Regions from separate parts of the Mus musculus genome. Here all the other regions are linked to region 2. A link is a contact called in public HiChIP or PLAC-seq and promoter capture Hi-C data. All regions are on one chromosome and are shown on one strand. The core of a region is the stretch at or near the end of the contact, and the rest is flanking DNA. Distances in the headings are between cores, read along the strand shown. Region 1 overlaps Kif6 (kinesin family member 6). Region 2 holds the start of Kif6 (kinesin family member 6). Region 3 overlaps Kif6 (kinesin family member 6).

Region 1 (4,614 bases), core at 669-3,168, 160 kb after region 2:
AGTGTCCTCATCTGAAAAATGAGAAGGTTGAACTCTTGGACCTCTAAGGTCCCGTCCAACTCCAGCATTCCAGAATCTACATGATTTATTTTGAGTAAATAGTCTTTGAGTCATTCCAGATAGACAGCGTTAGAATTCTGTAGCAAGGAGAAGTAATATTCTCTGGGTTTTTTGCGTGAGGAGGAGGAGGAGGAGAATAGGCCCTGAGCTTTCAACACCACTTTAACTCCGTCAAGCATGTCGTGTCTGCCCGGGAAATGGAAGACCTGGGCTCCATGCTGGGCAAATGGACTCTTCCTTCCTGCTCTGAACAAGCTCGTTTTTCAGTCATGAAACAGTCAGTTTCATAGAGGAAGTGAGACCTGCGTTAATGGGTTAGATGTCACAGTGAAAAGAAAATCACATTAAATACAACAGGTTCCCTGCTTTGGGCTATAATTTTTTCCCCCTCTGTAAAAATCCTGTGTCTGTAGAAACCATCAGGCTCAAGGCCCAGATTTAAATCAGGTCCAGACGGGCTTCTTTGGATGCTTCACCTTGAATCCCATACTTCACAGGAGAGCAGTGAGGGCAGGTTTCCACCCCCACCCCTCATCCGTCGATAGTCTGAACCTTACCTTAGCAGCTGCAATAGACACTCGCGTGCAAGAGGGGTTACATGACAGATATTCAACACACATTTGGGTCAGAACATCTAGAACAATCTACCCAGGCCCATGTCTTCAGGTCGTCCAGTAGAACTCCATTCTGGCATCTTAAAAGTGTTTTCTATGGCTCCTGGCTCTGCCCTCTCTCCATCCTTAGCTCCAATGTAGGGGACATCCTTCTTGTTCCATAAGAGGTGGCTCTTCTTTGCATCCGAGCATCCTTCTTGGCTCATAAGCATCTGTAAAGGGCTAGGATCCCAAAGCCTGTTTACATGTCTCCCTACCTCATTTTCTTCAACTCACACTAATACAGTATCATTTTTTTAAAAGTGTTGGGCATGGTTATACTCACGTTTAATTTCAGCCTACAAGAGACAGAAGAAGGCTTATCTTTTGAATTCAAAGCCAGCCTGGACTGAAGAGTTCCACGGCAGCCATGGCTACACAATGAGAGCCTAAATGTGTTTGGGTGAGCTTAAAAGATCTCTTATTCAATAGAGTGTCTGCCATGAAAATATGAGCACCCAACTTGAGATTCCCTAGCACCCGTGTCAAAACCCAGGCACAGCTTGGAGTATATATAATCCCAGTTCCACAGCAGTGGAGATAGGAGCTCACCATCCACCCAATTGAATTAGTGAGCTCCAGATTTGGTGAAAGACCCTGTCAAAAAAGAAAAACTTGCTGAAAAGGCATACAACACACACACACACACACACACATACAATATGAGATTCTTGCTCATCCATTTGTAGTCTTCATTAGATGTAATCCATACCCATTAATCTTCCTTTCTGACCTTCTTGGCAGCTGTCTTGGGGTATACCCATAATACCTTCAGAAATCCTATTGTCTATGTATCTCCAGGAATGACCCTCTGACCCTGTAGAGAGCTTTTGTCTCTCTGAAATGGTCAAAGAAATACTAAAGCTCTTCATGAGGTCTTAGGATGGCATCTTAAAGTCCTATCCTGGAGGCTTTCTTAAGATATGGCTAAGCCACATTTTAAGACTCAAGGACCTTATCCTGGAGCAATAAATTATTCTGGAGCCTCTCTTGGATTCTCCCAGCCTCTCCTCAGAGGCTCATCCATGTATTTCTTAAGTCATCTTTCTCCTGTCTGATTTTAGTACAGGCATGGAAAAGAGGCCTGGATAAGCCTGTCTAGCTGTGGAAATTTCCAGAAAGAATGCTGGGGGTTGCCCCAAGCTCATTAGCCTGATCTCTGTTCTCTTCAGAATTGCTGAAGCCAATGGCTGGGCAGGGAGACAGAGGCAGGACTTTCGACTTCCTAGGCAAGGGAATCATGGGAAGAAGAGTTTTTAGAATCTCCATACTGGGGAGACAAGGATCGGGCCCAAGAGCGAGAGAACAGAGAAAAAACATACAGCCCATGTAAGAGCCTGGGGAACACGGCCCCAGGGACCCCTCCCCTGATTGGCCCTGGGCTAGCAAAGATGAAATATAGATTTTAGTAAATAATAATTTAGGAGTATCAGATAGAAGGATTTAACAATGTGGTAGTTTGGGAGTTGCCCAGCCATTGAGTTGCTTAAGACATATTTTAAAATAAGACTGTGTGTGTGTGTGTGTGTGTGTGTGTGTGTGTGTGTGTGTGTGTGTGTGTTTCATTTGAGAATCCAGAGTATTGAGGCAGTAGCAAAGAGCTATTGCCACCAGGGAGTAGAGTGGATTCTTCTATTACCACAACAGGCCTTTTCCCTACTAAATAACAAGTTTCATTTCCTCAGCTCAGATAACATCCCCCCCTCTTTCTTAAGCCTTTCCCCAAGAATGCCTGGTCTGGCTCTGCCAAGAGTCTCCTCAGAACCCCAAGCTTTCACTAACAGACTCTGCCAGTCCTTCTGGCGTCCCGCCACTGCCTGCTCCTAAAGCCAGTGGCGTGCCTCCTGCCACTGCCTGCTCCTAAAGCCAGTGGTGTGATGTTAGAGAAGTTTTTTTTTACACAAGTTGCCCTGAGTGCAGGCATCCAGAGCTCCAAACATCTAAATTGTCAATAAGTAACTGATCACCCTCAGGTTTAACAGGTGCTAAAATAACACTCACCTTTTCAACCCTCAGGCTGGGGAGTTTAGGAGTACTTAGCTAAGTGCTCTGGCTTTTGTGTCGAGACAGGGATTTTGATCTCCTTATATTGTTTCCTTCCATGTGGAGACATGGTTGCAATGTGGTTTCCTCACAGAATGGCTGCCCCCAGCACCAGGGCAGACAGGTTGCTTCCGGAACAGCTAGCAGGTCTCCCTGGCAATTCAGCGGTAACTGTTGCTGCCTTTAGAGTACGGTCTAAGGAATCATTTCTGTCACATTCTGATAATGGCAGACAATGCACAGATCCACCTAGTCTCAAAGGAAAGGAAATAACACTCCATCCCACAATAGTAATGGGACAGTGTTGGAGAGTGGTCCATGGGATGGGCGATATTGTAGAGACCATCTTTGGAAAGTGGACCTAAGGTAGAAGAGGGAATGAGAGTGTGTGTGTGTGTGTGTGTGTGTGTGTGTGTGTGAGAGAGAGAGAGCGAGAGAGAGAGAGAGAGAGAGAGAGAGAGAGAGAGAGAGAGAGAGTCCCTGCCCCCACCCTGACACATGTAGTGACTGCTAAGCCAGCCACTGCTGGCATTAAGCTCAGCACTTGTGATCCCTGTCATCCTGTGGGGTTTTTTTGTGTTGATTTGAGTTTGGGTTTTGGGTTTTTTGTTTGTCTTTCTGAGCATGTCAGAGTCTTCTCAGATGAAATATTGTTGAAATATGAAAATTTCTTTCCCTTATGGGTTATCATCTCTAATTGCAGAATATAATTTCATAATATTCTGTCTCATATCCCAGCACCCATAAAACTACATGCTACTGATTCCTTAAACCAACCACTGTACTTTGCAAATGACACACCCAAGGCTTGGTGGAGCAAGGTCATGTGGCACCTGCACAAAGTCACATACTGGATTGGCAAAAACACTAAGCCAAAACCCCTTTGTTTCTGACACGCCTGTTTCTTCGGTAGCTCCTCACTCCTCTCCTGAATAGAGAAGTGAGAACTGGCTCAGCTCTCATCTGCAATAAAAAATCTCTCGTTCCCCTTGAGGGGGTCATGGTACGTTGAAGGAGAATGTTCCCCCAAATATTCAAGTATTTGATCACGTGGCCCCAGTGAGTGGCACTATTTGGAAAGGCTGAGGAAGGGACAGCTTTCCCAGAGGAAGCCACTTGGTAAGGGTGGGCTTTGATCGAACTTAGGCTCCTCCTACTTCCAGTCCACTTTCTCTATTTCCGGTTTGAAGACTCGGTCTCTTAGCCTTCCGTCATATCGGCTGCTGGCTGCCGTGTGCCCCGACTTCTCCACTCTAATGGACTTCCCATCTTACTGATCCTGTGGAACCACACATTCAAAAGAACTCCTCCTTCCACAAGTTGCTTTTGGCCGTGGTATTTTGTCACAGCAACAAATAAGGAACTAGTACATAAGTCTCCCAATCCACTCTGCCTTCCTTTGTCTTGGAGCCTTCTGCCACCTAGCGTGTGATGCCACGTGGGAAATGTGGTGTAATTGAAAGACCCACAATGTGAGGGCTCCCCCACGTTCTGACTCAGGAGAGGCGACACCCCAAAATCACCCACAAGAAACGGGTCTTGCTGCAAATTGCAAGAGGATTTTTATTCAAGAGCGCTCTCGGGCCCATGGTCATACACCACGCAGGGGTAGAGGACCGTGGCACCCCGAGTAGCTGGGTAAGGGGGTATTTAAAGGAAGAAACCGAAACTCAAGGAAGTGGGGAGGGCGTTGTTGGAAGATACCAAAGATACCAGTTAAGAGTCACAAGGAAGTGTAAAGTTACAAGAGTCACAAGGAATACCTGGTAATTGTTAACTCTCAAGACAGCTTCTAAGCGCCTCTAACAATAGCACATTTGCATTGCAGGTTCTGGTAATGGCCAGGGTGACTTTTTTT
Region 2 (4,096 bases), core at 483-2,982:
TGCTCCTTTGCAGTCCACTCCACTTCCTACTCCAGCCTTGGCAAGCATTCATCTGTTTTGATCCTTAGGGGTTTCCTTTATCTAGGACATCGTATATATGGCATTAGACGGCATGTAACTGTGGATGCTGGCATCATCCTTCTCTGGACATAAAACATTTGAGCCGTAGCTATAGGTACCGGGAGTCCACTCTTACTGAACAGACTGCACCAGCTGTTTGTCTGTAAGGACAGAAGATTTTGCGTCTAGTTTTGGGTGATTGTTAGTGAGGCTGCCATGAAAATTCCTCTCGAGGTGTCTGTGCTTTTGTTTTGGACCATGTGATGTGGGTATGCTTAACTTTATAAGAAACTCTAAGGCTGTTTTTTTTTTTAAGTGTTGGGTGCATCTTGTCTTACTTACAACTGGAGTTCTAGATATTCTGCATCTGTGCCAACACTTGGTACTGTGAAATCCCTCCCTTGTTTTGACTCTGCATATATATGTGCAGAGAATGTTACATAAAGAGACTCATTCAATATTTAACTTCTGATTTTGTTTTAATTCTGGGGGTTCATTCAGGCTATTGCATATTATCAATGGTTCATTCATTTTAAAACGGTTTTCTAAGGACTTCTGCTTTGCCTGTAGGTTGGGACTATCGCCAATTAAGAAAACGCACACAGGTTTTCTTGTGAACACAAGTTTTCATTTCTCTGGGTTAAATGTCCCCAAAGTGCAGCTGGTGGGTCTCAAAGTAGCTGTACCTTCCGTTCTCTGGGAAAACAAAAACCAAAAGCAAAACCCAGACAAATTGAAGAAGGAAATGAAGGTGCCCTCAGAACTTGGGATTCTGATGGAAAAGGATGGTGAGGTGGGGATCATTATAGACTACACTGTGCGATCCTGTTTAAGACCAACAACAACAAAAAAAAAAATAGCCAAACTTCCTTTTTTCAATGCGGTTGTAGTATTTTATACTACCCACTTCACCAGTGAACCAAGGGTGATTCATCTCCCTCCCCCGCCTCCATCTTCATTGGCACCTGGTATTGTCCCCCCCTACACACACATGTGTACATATATGTGTGTATATGTATGTATATGATATATGTCACACACATATATGTCCCATGTATACATGTATATGTATATATGTGCATGTATATGCATATGTACGTATATCACAAAGTTTTCAGCCACTATCAGTCTGTGTCACATTGCAGTTTGGTTTTAATTTGCATTTTCCTGGTGAGTAGAGGCTGGGCACGCTTTCGGAGGCTGTCTCCCAGGAACTCATCATTTCCAGACGTTTCACATGGGAACCAGTCTCTTCACAGGGAGCTCAGCACTGCCCTTGCCCTCGGGCTGGGATTTTTCTGTTGAGAACCTGCTTTATCACACAATGGTTTCCCAGTGAACTCAGAGCAGCTTGGGAATCTCAACCAAAAAAGGTCATTTCTGCAATGCGTGATAAACGGCAGACTGACTTCAGAGAGACGTACAGGAGTTAAGGAATGCGGAAGGACTTGTTAAGGAAATAGACACACTCGGGCTTGCAAACTCTTTAACCCACATCCCAAGAGCATCTCCCACGGACATGCGCGGCGATCCCTGCTCGGTCCCGCCCCTCAGCCCCTCCTTTTAGTCCACGACCAATTAGGGATAGGAGGCGGGAACCCGGGGCCGCGGTGCTGCTTGGGTAGCATCTTTGGTTACTGTTGCTAGGGCAGCGGTGTCTGCGGGAGGTGGGAATAGGAAGTTTTAGGTGGTCCGGACTCGGAAAGGTCAAGGGTCAGTGCGGAGTCTCCGCTGGTGATGGTGAAGCAGACGATCCAGATTTTCGCTAGGGTGAAGCCCACCGTGCGGAAGCAGCAGCAAGGGGTACGGACCATCGGGCCGGGTGTGGGTCGTGTGGGGCAGTCGGCGCGGGGCGGTCACGCACACTGCAGCCCCGAGGGAGGACGGAGCCCGCCCACAACCTCAGCCCCGCGCCCCGTACACGTGAGCACACTCTAGCACACTCGTGCACGTGGACATGTTTGCACACTCACCTGCTCTGTATTTCTTGCACTCTTCTGGATCACTGCCTCCCAGCCCTGCACACGGAGCTCCCAACAGGGGCTGACCTGTCCCCAGTAGGGCGACCAGTGGGCAAGTATTGTGATGCACCCTCCTAGCAGGATTACACAATTTCAGAAACGTGCACACACTTGACTTCGTGGCCTGCTGGTTTTCTTACCTAACTGCTTTGCTGTTAGGGGTTTTCCTTTGTTTCGCTTTGTTGTTGTTTCGACGTGCATTCATTGTTAAGTGTGCCATGTGTCCCCACACAAGAAACATGTTCCACTCCCCGAAAAGCACTGATCAGCCTTCTTGAGGTGTGTACGAAATCCAGAAGTTTGCCAAGGTGGTGAAGATAGGCGTTCCCTCTCTGCCTCCAGAGTGAGCATGGTCACAGCTGCTGTTTGGAGAAACCACCACTCCCCAGTTGACTTTTCTGGCTTATTTCTGGTCCTCTGCTGGGGACTCTTGTCAATGTCCTCATTTTACACATGAGGACACTGTGTGACAGGTTAAGTAAAATGGCCAGGGTGCCCAGCTTGTGAATAGCAGGAACTGACTTTTAATTTTAATTTGTTTGTTCGTCTTGAGACAGGGTCTCACTATGCCAGGTTGAACTTGAATTCAGAGAGATCTGTCTTCCTCTGCCCCTGAAACGCTGGGATTAAAGGTGTTCACCACTACTCCTGCATTTAGTTTGAAATGTTAATTTTGCATCTGTATCAAGAACTTTAATTGCTTTTGAACTCTCTCCATGTCCCCACTCATCTTTCTCCCTCTCCCATCCAAACCTGCCTCTTATTTGTGGGGTGCAAGGCACTGAGTTTAGTTTTCATTAAGGCTTTTGAAGATAACATTTTCTCTTCAGAAAACAAACAACCCCCCCAACACACACACCACACCACACACACACACACACACACACACACACACACACACACACACGCTTTTTCTGACTCCCAAAGTGAATATTCAGGCAATTTGGTTCGTATTTATAAATGTGTAGAATAAGTGTACAGTTAACAATGTTTTGTCTCTATTCTGTTTCAGTGTTGTGTGTATGTAAACATGTAACATTATGTCATCTTATAATTTAGAATCTGTCTCTGGTAATTTACGTTCTGTTTGTTTGTTTGTTTGTTTGTTTGTTTGTTTGTTGAGACAGGGTTTCTCTGTATAGCCCTGGCTGTCCTGGAATTCAAACTGTAGACCAGGCTGGCCTCGAACTCAGAAATCCACCTGCCTCTGCCTCCCGAGTGCTGGGATTAAAGGTGTGCGCCACCACTGCCCGGTGGTAATTTACATTCTTAAAACAAAGAGATTATAATATCTCTGCCATCAGCAGCAGCAGTGGCCCTTTATCTCATGACAAACATTCAGGAGAAGTTATGGGAAAAGACTCCAAAGAAAAAAATTAGTCATTAAAAACTTGCTTTTTATTTTATATGTAGGAGAGTTTTGACTGCATGTCCATATGTGTACCACACGCATGCAGTGCCTGCAGAGGCCAGTAAAGACCATTGGATTTCCTGGAACTGGAGTTACAAATGGTCTGAGTTGTCACCTGGGTGCTGGGAATTGAACCCAGGTCCTTCTTGTAAGAACAGTAAGTGCACTTAACCACTGAGCCGTCTCTACAGGCCCAATATTAGCCATGTTTAAAGAAACAAGCAGGGCGGTGGTGGCGCACGCCTTTAATCCCAGCACTCGGGAGGCAGAGGCAGGCGGATTTCTGAGTTCGAGGCCAGCCTGGTCTACAAAGTGAGTTCCAGGACAGCCAGGGCTACACAGAGAAACCCTGTCTCGAAAAAGAAAGGAAGGAAGGAAGGAAGGAAGGAAGGAAGGAAGGAAGGAAGGAAGGGAGGGGAGGGAGGGAGGGAGGGAGGGAGGGAGGGAGGAAGGAAGGAAGGAAGGGGAGGGAGGGAGGGAGGGAGGAAGAAAGGAAGGAAGAAAGCGAAATGAAACAATAGGGAGGAACCCCTGGGTTTGCTTGCCTCTGACTCTCCTCAGTCACCATCACAGAAACCTTTGAAAGCACATGTAATACTGACCT
Region 3 (3,976 bases), core at 871-3,370, 140 kb after region 2:
ACTGAAGACCCAGCAATACCACTCCTGGGCATATACCCAGAAGATGCTCCAACATGTAATAAGGACACATACTCCACTATATTCATAGCAGCCTTATTTATAATAGCCAGAAGCTGGAAAGAACCCAGATGTCCTTCAACAGAGGAATGGATACAGAAAATGTGGTACATTTACACAATGGAGTACTATGCAGCTATTAAACAATGAATTTATGAAATTCTTAGGCAAATGGATGAATCTGGAAGATATCATCCTGAATGAGGTAACACAATCACAAAAAAATCCACATATGATATGCACTCACTGATAAGTGGATATTAGCCCAGAGGCTTGGAATACCCAAGATACAATTGACAAATCACGTGAAACTCAAGAAGAAGTGCCAAAGTGTGGATACTTTGGTCCTTCTTAGAAGGGGAAACAAAATACCAATGGAAGGAGTTACAGAGACAAAGTGTGAAGCAGAAACATAAGGAATGACCATCCAGAGACTGCCCCAGTTGGGGATCCATCCCATAAACAACCACCAAAACCAGACATTGTTGTGGATGCCAACAAGAGTTTGCTGACAGGAGCCTGATAAAACTGTCTCCTGAGAGGCTCTGTCAGTGCCTGACAAATACAGAAGTGGATGCTCACAGCCATCTAGTAGACGGAGCACAGGGTCTCCAATGAAGGAGCTAGAAATAGGACCCAAGGAGCTGAAGGGGTTTGCAGCCCCATAGGAGAAACAACAATATGAACTAACCAGTATCTCCAGAGCTCCCTGGGATTAAACCACCAACCAAGAAAACACATGGTGGGACTCATGGCTCTAGCTGTATATGTAGCTGAGGATGGCCTAGTTGGTCATCAATGGGAGGAGAGGCTGTTGGTCCTGTGAAGGTTGTATGCCCCAGTATAGGGAAATGCCTGGGCCAGGAATGGGAGTGGGTGGGTTGGCGAGCAAGAGGAGGGGGGAGGGGATAGGGGGTTTTCAGAGGGGAAACTAGGAAAGGGGATAACATTTGAGATGTAAATAAAGAAAATATTTAATTTTAAAAAAGATAAAAAGAAGGGAGGGAGGGAGGGAGGGATGGAGGGAGGGAGGGAACAAAGGAGGGAGGGAGGGAGGGAAGGAAGGAAGGAGGGAGGGAGGGAGGGAGGGAGGGAGGGAGGGAGGAAGGAAGGAAGGAAGGAAGGAAGGAAGGAAGGAAGGAAGGAAGGAGAAAAAAACTTCAAAAAAATTTTTTAAAGTTGCCAGGAAAGGAGGGGCCGGATGAGAGCAGGTGAGGGTAAAGGTTGAGGGACAGAAACAGCAGATAATGGCAGCTACCTGTAATAGCCCTGCTTCATCAACAGCATCTCACTGAAACTGCTTACACTCTACAGGTAAGCTAGCAGTTCCTCATCCACAGAGAACTTTGAGATGGACACCTGTAGGCTAGGATCCCAACAGGACCTGGATGGCCAAGAGGTCATCCCGAGCCAAGCATCTGCAGAAGGCATGAGCCAAATAACCTACTACTCACAACATAGACTATGCAGCTCTAGAGAGCCCAGAGACAGTGATGTCCCCGGCTGTGTCTCCACCAGCATGAGATCTGCATGCAGCAGCTTCCAGGCCTCCGAGTCAGCTATTTTGATCTCTTCCCCCTGTGTCCTAAATGCTAAGCTAAGCATCTCTAGGTCTGCTGAAGGGATATTGTTTGAACACAGCAAGGTGGACACACCTTTAAAGAAACTGGCACCATGAGAACCCAAAATCACAATCAGCAAGGTTGAGTTACAGACCTCTCAAGAGCCTTCATCAGTTGTGTTTTAACTTTGCTGGAGGAGGTGCTTCACTGGGTTTTGAGGGTCTCTAAGTGGACTTCACCTCCTATACTCTCCCTCTCCCTCTCCCTCTCCCTCTCCCTCTCCCTCCCCCTCCCCCTTCCGCTCCCCCTCTCCCTCTCCTTCTCCCCTCTTCTCCTTCCAGTATGTATGTACAGTGTGTTCTGAAGCTACCTGGCTACCAGCCAGCCGCAGGCCTTAGATTCTTGTTTCCATTCTTTTCCCCTCATGATGTGCTGGACCCTCCTTAAACCATGAGTCAAAACAAACATTTCCTCCCCGACTTGCATTTCCTCTGGGTATCTTATCATAGCAACAACTCATAGTAACGACCATGAGTCATCAATACAATTCTCTGTGGACTTGGCAGTTTGTAGGCGTGTTCAACAACAACAAAAGTCAATTCATAAATGGGGTGATGGTTAGGGCTGTCAAATTGACAGACTAAAGCTCCCAGGGAGAGAGGCCTCTGAGTGTGCCTGAGTGGGGAGGGGCGGGAACCACCTTGACTATGTTAATTGATGTGGGAAGGACCATCTAAATTGTAGGTAGGACCATTTCCTGTGCAGGATTCTTTGATAATCTAAAATGGAGGTGTGGTGCTGAGCAGCAGTAGACTCAGCTCTTTCCATTTCCATAAGATGGATGCAGTGTGGATTCACGCTCCCACTGTCCTGACTCTGACCCTCCCTCCATGATGAGCTGCGCCTTGAACTGTAAACTAAAGCCCTTTCTCCCTTAAGTTGTTTTTGTCAGAGTATTTTGTCACAGCAACAAAAATTATAAACTAAGATAAAATGTGAAAGTCGCACCTGAAGGCAGCCTTAAAGGTCACTACTTAGTTAATGGCAAGTGAGATGCCTCATGCCTGTCCTCTCAGAAGGCTGAGACAGGAGGATTGGCTTGAGTTTGAGGTCAGTTTGAGCTACCTAGTGCGTATGAAGACACCCTGGGTTATGGTAGAAGAGTCTGTTTCAGGAAAACAAAATAAAATCAGAAAATAGAATAACGCTACAAATCATCTCACATTTGAAAGTGTCGGGCATCTGTGTCAAAGGCTTTCAGGAAGACATGGAAACAAAACCCAAGTTTGATCTGAAACACAAATTATCATATGCTGCGTGGGGCTGACGATAACAACAGTGGGAGGTAAGTGTGGGCCATGGGAAAGAAATTGAAAGTATGCAGACATTTTCATCTTGTTAGGAAGATATGGAAGGGCTGCTCTGGGGCCTGGCAGCTTAGAAACTGACCAAGATCCTTCTGCCTTCTGCTTTCCTCGGTTAGGGTCAACAAGAGGGAGTGGAATCCATGAAATGAATCCATCTACTATCCTATATATTTGCACTGAGCGTCTAATGTTGGTGGTGGGACAAAAAGCACCAAGAATTATCTCATCATTCCTTATCGTGTATGTGTGTGTGTGTGTGTGTGTGTGTGTGTGTGTATGTGTGTGTGTGTTCATATGCATGCACATGTGTGGGACTGTGTGTACACACATGCCCAAGTATGTATTTAGAGGCCAGAAGTCCATGTTATTTTTTCTTCCTCTATCACATCCCACCTTATATTTTGATACGGGGGTCTCTCAGTGAACCTGGAGCTTGCCAGTTGAGCTGGACTAACTGGTACAGGTATCCTTCTTTTTCACTTACCCTGAGCTGGGGTTGACAGGCAGGCACCCTCATTGCTGACTTTTTACACGGTTGCTGGAGTTCTGAATGCAGGCTTCTTGATTTCACCATGAACACCCTAGTGACTGAGACATCTTTCCAGACCTGTTGTCATTCTTACGAAGTACGGTGAGTTGGAGAGCAGGATAGTCAGGTACATTCACAGATTCTAGAATGCTATGGGGACAGGAAACACTGCAAATGACATTGACAGCATGGGATACAGTGGTTGGCTGTTCCTCCCCAAAGGGAGGTCCTTTTAAAGTGTGTGTGTGTGTGTGTGTGTGTGTGTGTGTGTGTCTGTGTCTGTGTGTCTGTGTGTCTGTGTGTATGTAAGAATAGGAAGAACCTGAAAAGTATTGAAAGTAGAGAGAAGAAAGTCTGTCCAGAATAGTGATGAGGATGTCAAGGCACACAAGGAAGAGAGGATAGCCTTGAGAAGAAGGGAGTGTGTTATCAAATTACGGCTGAAAGTGTGGAGAGAGCCT

What was found. Promoter capture Hi-C pulls out the DNA fragments that hold promoters and counts their contacts. HiChIP or PLAC-seq counts read pairs in DNA pulled down with a chosen protein or histone mark.
Region 1: a contact with region 2 is called in a promoter capture Hi-C map of the 3T3-L1 cell line, with 2.2 times the contacts expected there. The contact joins the enhancer-like site here to the promoter of Kif6 in region 2. A contact is called at or near these places in 2 of 39 promoter capture datasets (both in the 3T3-L1 cell line) and 2 of 484 Hi-C or Micro-C datasets (nephron progenitors and olfactory sensory neurons).
Region 3: a contact with region 2 is called in a CTCF HiChIP or PLAC-seq map of the NIH/3T3 cell line, with 8 read pairs. The contact joins the enhancer-like site here to the promoter of Kif6 in region 2. A contact is called at or near these places in 1 of 15 datasets of contacts at CTCF or cohesin (the NIH/3T3 cell line), 4 of 484 Hi-C or Micro-C datasets (embryonic fibroblasts, nephron progenitors, olfactory sensory neurons and 1 more) and 3 of 9 other capture datasets (adipose tissue, liver and pancreatic islet).

What each region holds. Positions count from the first base shown.
Region 1 is chr17:49,777,318-49,781,931 of GRCm38.p6, forward strand. All of the region lies in intron 13 of Kif6 (kinesin family member 6), which reads left to right. Among named protein-coding and RNA genes, the nearest start is that of Gm16555, 42 kb to the right of the region's middle. Within about 2 kb of position 1,919, at least 24 of the 459 cell types and tissues checked have an H3K27ac peak or open chromatin away from gene starts, as enhancers often do.
Region 2 is chr17:49,613,440-49,617,535 of GRCm38.p6, forward strand. Kif6 (kinesin family member 6) reads left to right here and starts at 1,733. Exons shown (of 23, transcript NM_177052.3): 1 at 1,733-1,863. The coding sequence starts at 1,798.
Region 3 is chr17:49,748,986-49,752,961 of GRCm38.p6, forward strand. The region is part of intron 10 of Kif6 (kinesin family member 6); the gene reads left to right. Among named protein-coding and RNA genes, the nearest start is that of Gm16555, 71 kb to the right of the region's middle. Within about 2 kb of position 2,121, at least 40 of the 459 cell types and tissues checked have an H3K27ac peak or open chromatin away from gene starts, as enhancers often do. A contact at or near this core is called in the NIH/3T3 cell line and embryonic fibroblasts, where this site is marked.